Regions from separate parts of the Mus musculus genome. Here all the other regions are linked to region 3. Evidence: chromatin contacts called from public ChIA-PET and HiChIP or PLAC-seq data. All regions are on one chromosome and are shown on one strand. Each heading gives the region's core, a stretch centred on a gene start, on an enhancer-like site or on the middle of the called end of the contact. The rest is flanking DNA. Distances are from core to core; before and after follow the strand shown.

The links. ChIA-PET counts read pairs in DNA pulled down with a chosen protein or histone mark. HiChIP or PLAC-seq counts read pairs in DNA pulled down with a chosen protein or histone mark.
Region 1: an H3K27ac HiChIP or PLAC-seq map of microglia shows a contact between it and region 3, with 4 times the contacts expected there. The contact joins the enhancer-like site here to the promoter of Itgam in region 3. A contact is called at or near these places in 4 of 39 promoter capture datasets (the C10 cell line, pre-B cells and stem cell-derived epiblast-like cells), 1 of 115 datasets of contacts at active chromatin or transcription factors (microglia) and 2 of 9 other capture datasets (liver and pancreatic islet).
Region 2: a contact with region 3 is called in an RNA polymerase II ChIA-PET map of memory CD8 T cells, with 17 read pairs. The contact joins the promoter of Bag3 here to the promoter of Itgam in region 3. A contact is called at or near these places in 4 of 115 datasets of contacts at active chromatin or transcription factors (bone marrow-derived macrophages, effector CD8 T cells, memory CD8 T cells and 1 more) and 1 of 9 other capture datasets (macrophages).

Annotation. Positions count from the first base shown.
Region 1 is chr7:128,331,660-128,334,920 of GRCm38.p6, reverse strand. No RefSeq gene overlaps it. Among named protein-coding and RNA genes, the nearest start is that of Gm32707, 18 kb to the left of the region's middle. Within about 2 kb of position 1,835, at least 66 of the 459 cell types and tissues checked have an H3K27ac peak or open chromatin away from gene starts, as enhancers often do. A contact at or near this core is called in microglia, where this site is marked.
Region 2 is chr7:128,521,541-128,525,132 of GRCm38.p6, reverse strand. Bag3 (BCL2-associated athanogene 3) reads right to left here and starts at 1,550. Exons shown (of 4, transcript NM_013863.5): 1 at 1,089-1,550. The coding sequence starts at 1,274.
Region 3 is chr7:128,060,907-128,064,121 of GRCm38.p6, reverse strand. Itgam (integrin alpha M) reads right to left here and starts at 1,482. Exons shown (of 30, transcript NM_001082960.1): 1 at 1,352-1,482. The coding sequence starts at 1,379. It also overlaps the pseudogene Gm22809.

The DNA of each region.
Region 1 (3,261 bases), core at 586-3,085, 270 kb before region 3:
AACTAAAAAACAAAACAAAAACAAACAAACAAAACAAACAAACAACCTAAAGGAAATGGATAAAGTTCTAGGTTCAGTCAAACCACCAAAATTTAACCAAGAAGGCAACAACTTAAACAGACCCATAACAAACAAGAAGATTGAACTAGTAATTAAAAGCCTTCTAGCTTAAAAAAAAATTCCAGTACCAGATTAGAAGAATTCTAACAGACACTCAAAGAAGCTCTACAGTCAGCACTTAAACTATTCAAACAGAAGCAGCATCCCAAACACCTTCTATGAAGCCAAAATCCCGACCAGGTTAATACACAACAACAACAACAACAACAACAACAACAACAACAACAACAACAGAAATCTACAGGCCAATATCCCTGATGAATACAGACCCAAAAATACTCAATAAAATCCTTGCAAACAGAAGACAGATATACATCAAAAAGATTATGCATCATGGTCAAAGTTGGCTTTATCCCTGTAACGCAGGGATAGGTTAACATACACAAGTCAATAAATGTAATAAATCATGTAAATAGAATTAAAGGGAAAATCATATGATTATCTCAGTCGAGACAGAAAAAGCCCTTGACAAGAGAAAATCCTTTATGATGAAAGTCCTAGAAGAATATAGGGCTGGAGGAACGTGCCTCAACACAATAAAAGCCAAATATGAGAAACCCACAGACAACATCCTAAATAGAGAAAAGATTAGCGCAACCCCATTGAAATCAGGAATGAGACAAGAATTACAGTGCCAGGGAAATGTTATTGATCCCCCAAAACATAGACAGGAGTCAATCTGATGCAACTTATATCAGGGTCTTTATTTTATTTGAGCTAGCTCTCTCCCAAACACCCCCCCCCCCAATGCACTGCAGTCACACAGGATGGTTTTGGTGGTGGGAGAACCCCGAATGTCTGTGGGGCAAGGCTTTACAGTAAGCAACAGGCAAGGAGTACATGTGCAAGCGTCTAATTGGAGAACGACCGTGGTGCTGGGAGTCATATCATAAACTTAATTTCTGCTCCCCTCTGCATTGGTGGTTGTTAAGCAAGGGGTGGGCTTGTAACCTGGGGGTACTGACCTGTTGGGGGAACAACCTGGAAATGCTGATCTTGTTGGGGATTAGCCTAGAGACTAGAGCTAGGCTCAGGTTTTTTTTTTTGGGGGGGGGGGCGGGGGTGACTTGGAAACTAACGCTAGGTACCAGCCTGTTGGTTTACCTGAGTTCAGACTTAGGACAGGTTCTCTAAAATGAAGTCTGAACTTAAAAGATTTGGCTTCTCAGAATGTCCACTATCCCCACTCCTTCTCAACATTGTACTCTGAGTACCAGAAGGAGAAATGAGCTAAGAGAAGGAAATTAAAGGGTTACAGACTGAGAAAGAAGAAGCCAGGCCATCCCTACTTACAGAGAACGCAATACACATTAGAGATCCCCAAAATTCTACCAGAAAACTTATAGAAATGGTAAAAAAAAAGGATGGCTGGATCTGGATGTGGCTAATCGCTGGCTGGCCTGTAATATTGAATGCCCCATGGGCTTCCTGGAAGTCTGGGGTCAGAGTTTAAAATGTCCTGGAGGATTCTGAGATCACTTCATAGGAAAATATGAGGGTCTTGACATTTTGCAACCATTTGCTTAAGGAGAAAAATTTGTAAAGCAATTTGGGAAGTCATTCCTCTCCTGCCTGCTTGCCTGACTGGTTTTTAAAAGTGGTTGTTTCTGAAGAAATGGGGAAGTAAGCAGAGCAAAGAGCCTGGAATCTGAGCTCAGAGTCACTGAAGCCTGAAGCCTCTGCACATGACCAGTGCCTCTACAGGACCAAAGCAGCAAGTGCCTGGCAGGCCTGGCAGGAAAGAGGAAGAGGCCATGTGAGCGCCACCAGTGAGCCACAGGACCCTAGTGTGCACAGTTCTGAGAGCACACTTTAGCCTGCACCCCTCCAAGGACCCTGTGCTCTCTGATGTCCCACACCTCCCCCAAGGGCATCCTTGAGGTTGGAGGATGGTGGGTCAGGAGCAGGCATGAGGTCTGGTAGTATCACTGTCAAGGTCAGGCTGGCTCCCCTGTGGGACAAGATATCTGCCTCCCACCTCTGAGCTCGGATGGTCTGGTCTCTCTGGGTCAAGACTATTGTGAGCTTGTTTCTGTCCTCACAGTGATTTGACACAAATACTGAGGTTAGCCCCAATTCTGGTATCTATCCTCACATGAATTGCAGAGGACTGGTTACTATGGTCTGGGAGGTTTGGAAATACCTGGTATCATGGGATGACTAGTAGCCAGAGCAATCCTGAAAACAAAGACAAGCCACCGAGACCGGAGCAGCAGCTCTACAATTGGGAAGAAGGACGTAAGGCAGTGGTTCTCAGCCTATGGGTTGAGACCCCTGGGGGTGGGGTGGGGTGTGTGTGTCAAATGACCCTTTCACAGAGGTCACCTAAGACCACCAGAAAACACAGATATTTACATGAGGATTCATAACATAAGCAAAATTACAGTTATGAAGTAGCAACAAAGATTATTTTCTGGTTTGGGGTTACCACAGCATGAGGAACTGTATTAAAGGGTTGCAGCATTAGGGAGGTTGAGAACCATTGCTTGAGGCAAGGGTGGGCCAGAGGAGAAACCCCTGCAGATGGTTTCCTATGGGGGTGATATTTCACCAAAGTCCTGCTGTGTCACAGAAGGAGTTCAGGTAGAAGGCACAGTTGTCTGAGGGCTGTCTCACCCTGTCCTCCAGGTCTTCTCTCTGTCATGACAAGATCTTGTTCATAAAGGGAACCCTCTCCCTTCCCAGGGAAGACTCTGGATTTCCCAGTGGAAAGTGGGTAAAGGAACAGCTTACAGTAAGATGTACATGGTATTGCAACCCAGGGCTGCAATGCTGCCATCTAGATTGAGGGAGGCTCCAGGGCGGCATTAGCAAGTTCTCTTTGCTTAATGGATGGCATCTCTCCTTGCGGGGTGTGGTTCGTGCACTCATTTCTGGGCCGTCTTGCCAAATGAGATGATTATTTTCTGTGCCCATCCTTATTACAAAGCAGCTTTGCTGCTGTTACTTACGTGAGCTTCTTTGGATATGCTAACAATTTCCAGTAAGGGCCAAATCTCTCATCTCAAGAAACCAGTGGTGTGGGCTGGATATGACAGCTCGCTAGAACCACTGGCCAGACCAAATCCACAGCGTCCAGAACCAGGTGATCAGGACAATGAGGGAAAGTGGGACTCTAGCCACCCCTTTCCCTTCATCTTT
Region 2 (3,592 bases), core at 301-2,800, 460 kb before region 3:
TGTGCCACAACTGCCCAGCTCAATCTTTTTTTTCTTTTTTTTTATAAAAAAAGACAAGGTCTTATTTTGCAACACAGGCTAGTTTCATTCCAACTTAATTACTTAATAACTTTTGAGATAGACTCCGATTATATAGCCCTGGCTAGACTTGAACTCAAGATCCTCTCGCCACAGCTTCCTGGGTGCTGGGATGACAGGCCTGAACCAGGCTGGGCTTCATTCCAAATTTGTATTTTCAATTTTTCTTGCTTTTTAGATTGAAGTACACAAACCTGAATATCTATGCAAATGAAGCATACACCTAGTGTTCACCAGACTCCTCAGCTGTTTCTGGTAACAAAACTCCAGTATTTGAAAAGGACAACAAGGAATCACGCCATTAAAAATACATTCTTTCACTCCAGTGTGAGTCTTAAGGCAGTGGCTAAGTATGGTGATACAATGTCTGATCTTTAGTTTTGGAACTGTCAGAAAGAGTATCTTAAAAAAAAATAGTGGTAGTATCAGAATTTTCTCTAACTGAAAGCAGTTTCGACCAGTAATAATAAGTTTAATGGGGGAAAATAACTTATTTACTCGAGCCTCCTGAGTCACTCTATGCCTAAGATCCAGTAAACTCAAGATAAGCCTCAACTAAGTTCTGAATTTGAAAGTGAAATCCCCACAGGAGACTCCACTCAGCAGCCTTTCAATCCTGGCCGTGCGCCATCAGCACCGGAGGGAGCCCAGGGTCTCAGCACGGGACGCGCGGGACAGAGAGGCGGCGGCCGGGCCTGGCCTGGGCCTCAGCCGCTCATCAGGCCGGTCGCCCTTCCCTGGGACGCGGCGCACCGCAGCTCAGGCCACCACTGCCCTTCGCCCTTCGCAAGAGGCTGTGGAAAACCACCCGATGTCACCACGCGGGTCGCACCCCGCTGGCTACCGTCCAAGGCCACCCTGCCTGCGGCTCTCTGCGGCCCGACGCCCGTTCGAGGCGGATATGGTTAAGGACTCTCCTTGCGCAGCAGGGCGCGGGGTGGGGTGACTCGCATAGCCCTGGCTCGACCAGGCCCCTTCGCCGTCGAGGTGGGACGGCAAGCTCCACTCACCTTAGGGCCCTCGGGGGGCACACGCGGGTCGTTCCACGTCGTGGTGCGGCTGTTGTGGTCCACGAAGAAGGGCCAGCCGGTCTGCGGGTCGATTTTGATCTCCCAGCCCGGGGGCAGGGGGTCTCGGTCGCTGGCTCCGTTGCCGGACGCCATCTGCATCATGGGCGATTGGGTGGCGGCGCTCATGCTGGGTTAGGGTCCGCCCGGGGCGCAGAGCTAGGGCGCGGGTCACGAGGTCGTGGAGTGCGGGCACCTCTGTGTAGCCGATGTGTCCGGGAAGCCGGCGCCGGGCACCTTTATGAATTAAAGGACTGGGTGACGTGGCCGAAGAGGGGTGGAAGTGTCTGGAAATAGCCTCCTAGCTGCCAAAGGGGAAGGAGGAGATAAAGAGAAGGCAGCAACTGGCCGGCTAGAAACTTCTGGTCCCATCCAGAGAACTTGGCGGCCGCCGTGGGTTGGATGCGGAGCTCCGCCCTGAGTCATAGGCTATAATCGCGGCGGGGCGGGACCTTGGGAGGGATCGGAGGCGGGGATTTGTCACCCGCCCCTCCTTCTCCTAGACTACCCAGGCTGTCCCTCCCTATCCCTGTCCTGTGTGTGTCCTGGGGCCTGTGCGCCTCGCGCCAGGTTGACACGCACCGGTGTCCTTGTGCTCTCTGGCTGGTTTCTGTCTCCGGACTCCCCACCACTCTTTCGTGCCGCGTGGGGGTGTCCCGGGGTTAGCAGTCCAAGGGCCGACACCTGGGGCCCCACCTTTGTGTAAGGACTAAATCATCTTTAAACTCGGAAAGTCTAGTTCTTTCTCTCTCTTCACACTCAGTGACGCTGGCGTCCTGCAGTGACGTTTTTAGTAACTTTTTCTCAAGGGCCTTATGACTTCTGAGAAATTCTGGAATGCTGATCTGAGGTCACAACAAAAAGAAAGAGCTGTGGAAACTCACCTGCCTGCTTTGGAAAACTGAAGAAGCAAGGACTAAAGTGACAACTTTGTGCTCTTGGCCTTCTATATAGGCACTTTCGCACAGTGACTAGACTTCAGAAACACCTGGAACCAATACTGAGGCCAATTTCCTGACTCAGATTCAGAGAATGTCCTGGGACCTTCAAAGATACATCTCTGGCCTCTTCCCCTCCGATTTTTACTCTGTGGCAAATACTAGAGGACTCTGCCAGACATTTCCAACAAGCTGATTTTTTTTACTTCCAAAGACCTTCTTACTGACTTTGAAGTCTCAAAGCCTCAGTATAAGTATTAACATAGTTAGCCTTCAGGTACTGCCTGGTGCCACCAAACACACCTGTATAAGCCCAAATGTGGGAATATTGACTTATTATCATTTGATAGTCACATTGAAAGGTCTAGACACTTAGATTCACTCACTGGTCAGTGTCTGTCTTTTGCTTCTTTATACCTGAACCCACCCAGCACGTGGCTAAATCCAGAGTCCATCTTCAATAAAGGAATAAAGATTGATGTTTATTGAAGACTGAATACAAAGTGAATTTTTTCGCTTGTTTTTCAATACAAGGTATCTTTGTGTAGTTTTGGCTGTCCTAGAACTAGCTAATTATGTAGACCAGGCTGACCTTGAACTCACAGAGATCCATCTCTCTGCCTCCCAAGTGCTGGGATCAAGGGCATGTGTCACCACTGCTTGGCTGTGGATATTTTTTTAAAGATATGGTCTATCTATATAGTTCTGCCTCCCAAGTATTGAGATTAAAGGTGCACACTACCATCTACTACGCCTAGCAATGCCCTATTTAAAAAATATTTAAAAAAAATAAATAAAGATTTATTTTATATGTATGAGCCGGCTTGTGCAATGCCTTCCGAGGTCCAAAGAGGGTATTGCATGCCCTGAAACTGTAGTTATAGATGTTTATAGCTTCCTTGTGGGAACTGAACCTGGTCCTCTATAAGAGTAGCAAATGCTCTTAAGTCATCTCTCCCGCACCCCCACTTTGTCCTCAAATTGCCCCTTCGTTCCTACCATCCATTCCTATCTTGCTAAGTATTTCTTGACTCTGTGACTCTTCTCTTTCTTCCGTCCCAGCCATCTTACGCTTTCACCTGGATCCTTCACAGCACCCTAATGGGTTCTTCAGCCTTTGGGCTTGCCTCTAAACCTCTTGCCCATATAGCAGCCAGAGAGGCCTTTTCAAGCACCCACCAAGTCCACTCTCCTTGGTCTGGTGCACAAAGGTGTATTCCTCATTTTCCCTGGTCCATACTTCAGCTGACCCTGCTGAACTGTATCTTGCACACACTGCTTCCACCACCAGGATGGAAACCCTTCTATCCACTCCAACCATCATCTCCTGGGCAGCTTGGCTTTTCCCAGCATTCCCTTTAGCATACACTCCTTCACACACACACACACACACACACACACACACATACACACATCCTGCTGCCCCCCCATTAGTCCTCTGACCATCCACATCCTGTCCCACCCTACCAATTGCTTTACACTGTAAATGCTTGTTTGTTTGATTTACTT
Region 3 (3,215 bases), core at 233-2,732:
TGGGATTAAAGGTGTGTGCCATCACACCCAGCTTGAAGAGCTTTTCAAGACAGTGTCTCACACATCCTAGGCTGAAGACCATCTTAAGCTCCTGATTCTCCTGCCTCTACACCCCACCCCCAGGGTGCAGGAATTACAGGTGTACACTACTGTATCCAGTTTATCTGGTGCTAGGGATCAAATTGAGAGCTTTGTACATACTAGGCAAGCCCTGGGCTTCACCTCTATCTACCAAGTTTTCATCAAGGAATCTCAAACTGTAGCCCATTATCACAATTTTTGTGATACAGGTTTATCCAGGAGATGAATGAGACTCTTAAGGAGTGACATTTCACTTCACTGGGAGTAAAGCTAGCATCCTCTATCATTGATGGATGATAGATGTTTGTCTTTTAAGACAGGTAGCAAGAGTATTTAACCCACAGGCCAAATATGCTGACGCAGGCTCAAAGGCCTGCACAAATGCCTATGATGGGGTATGACCAGTCCCTTTCTAAGCCCACAATGGCCTCTTCCCCCACTGTCACAACCACAATGGTTTACACAACAAAGGGCTCAGTTAGAAATTTTCCTTCCTATGCAAGTTTCAAGTAGTTCCTTCCCTTCTTGACTCCCTCTCTACAAAAGTAGACATAAAAGGAAACAAAACAGTTTTTTTTTTTGATTATCAGTCATTCAACAAACATCCACACTAGGTTCTTGGTAATTAGAACGTAAGACTAAGGAGAAGTGGTATGTGTTGAAACACAGCCGGAAATGTATCCGCTGCGCTCCCTGGTGCAGCTCCTTCACCTCTCTGGATCCTGGTAGCCTGTCTGCCAAACAACCCTCACAGCATCGATGGATTTAGTCCTTCATCCATGCATCCCTAACTATTCCTCCTGCCTACCTCTGCTCTTTTTCTTTTGGAATCCTTTATCCTTCCCTAATGCCCTTTGCCTCTCCTCACCTAGCTCCTTCCTATTCCCTGACCTTTCTCTCCACTCACAGATCCAAAAGATCCCCCTCCCCTTTTGATACCCGCTACTGACTTCCACTAGCACTGCACACACCTGATGGATAGACCTGCATCCAGGTAAAACACCCACACACTCAATGATTCCCTTTTTTCAAAGAAATGCCAAGAGTTTGTCCAGCAAGGTGACTCAATTGGTAGAGGTGCTTGCCATTAAACACCGACCACCTGAGTTCAAGTCTCGGTATCCACATTCCCTAAAACCTTTGATCTCTCCCCACCTACTCCTTCCTATGACCTTCCTCTCCATTCATAGATCCAAGAGATCCCCTCCTTTCCAATCTGAGGACCCCCTTCTCCCCACCCTGAGGATCCCCCAAGACCCCGCCGACATACCTGTGACCAGAAGAGCTTTAAGAGTCATGACTTAAAGGAACAAGGCCCTGAAAGAAGTGTGAACTGTGGTATTTCAGGCACCACAGACACTTTGAGGAAGCCACCAAGGCCAGGAGGGAGGGGTAAAAACAGAGAAGTATGAGGAAAAAGCTATGAGAGACTCAAAGAAAGAGGGCGGAGGCTCTACAAGCACCCAGCCCTCTGTAGCCTTCCTCCGGGAGAAAACAGTCCCTGATGCCGTTTCCTGGCCCGAACCATCAGGGTTACACCCAAAGGTGCCATCTGACACCCGTCTACCTCTGGGATAGCTCAAATATTATGGAAAAAAAAAAAAAAAGCTAAGTAGTAGGCTCAGTGTTTCGGATCAGGCTGGTCTCCCAGGGGACCCACATCTTGCTCCCAGTACCCACATGGAGGCTCAGAAACTGTCTATAACTCCAGTCCCAGGGCATCTGGTGCTCCCTTCAGCACTCATGCACAGACAAACATGCAGGGAAAACACCCACATACATACGGCATAACAAATCTCTTCAAAAAGAAAAAACAGCCAAGAGTTGGTCCAGCTAGGTGACTCAGTTGGTAAAGGTGTTTGCCACTAAGCGCTGACCACCTGTGTCCAATCCCCAGTTTCCATACGGTTGAAGAAAAGAACCAGCTCCTCCCAGCTCTCCTCTGATCTCTCCATCCACGCCATGGTACATGCGCACACATACCCAAAGAGGAAAGAAACCATCGGCGTCTAGCCATAGTGTGGTGCTCTATATAATTCATGAAAGTATTTTGAAAACAGAACTTGATGTTATTATACACAGTGGAACTGAAGGATGTATTGGGAGATATTTAACCATTCCTGCCTTGCTGCATGTGGAGTCTACTCGAAGTTCTTGTTCTTAAAAAACAGTGGTTTCTCGTACTTACCTGGCAGGGGAGACACTATGATCAGGAAGGTAGTTTTCCCAAGCGAGGCACACCCATTGCACTTGGAATGTGCTGACCCGTGATTTTCCCAAATCTAGGATACTCGACTACGTGACTTATGGTATGGGGCACTGTGTACATTTCCCTTGGCTGAGAAAAAAAGTGGTTTCTTTACTCTCTGGGTTGTGTTTTGTTTTGTTTTGTTTTGTTTTTGTCTTGTTTACATCTACTTATTTATTTGGTGCGTGTGTGTGTGTGTGTGTGTGTGTGTGTGTGTGTGTGTGTGTGAATGCTTGTGGGTTTCAACTGTGTAAGTATGAAGGTCAGAGCACAGCTTGCTGGAGTCAGTTTTCTTCTTCCACCATGCAGGTCTCAGGGATCAAGGTCAGGTCCTCAGGCTTGGTGACAAAGCACCTTTACCTGCCACCTCGTGGACCTTGTTCTCTACATTATCAATGTGTTGTCCAAGCTGATCTTGAGCTCACTGACTCAGTCATCCTCCTGCCTCAACCTCCCCAGCCATAGACCTACAGGCATGCACCCAGGCCTGGCTTCCTTCTCTTCATCTTGACACATTTTCTATTGTTCCTAGTTATATTTTACAATAGTCGACGGAAGTAGATGTTTACCTGCTGGAAAATAGATAAATAAAATTCTATATACTTTGTTTCAAAGTTATTACATGCACACTCAGACACACACACATGTGGGGCAAGTGGAACCATGCCACCAGACAGAAGAACTGGTAAGACTGAGTTCAAATCCTTGAATCTCCAGAACCCATGTGAATTGTAGGAGTGGGCTCAACTCCCTGCCTAATTCTACCTGCTCTGGAACGCATAACCATGACACCCCACTGAGAGCCATGGTAGCCAGTCATACAGCATAAAAACCCTGGAGTTCTCCATGCTAATGAGGAATCTACATAGGCCCCAGTGTTCAGCCA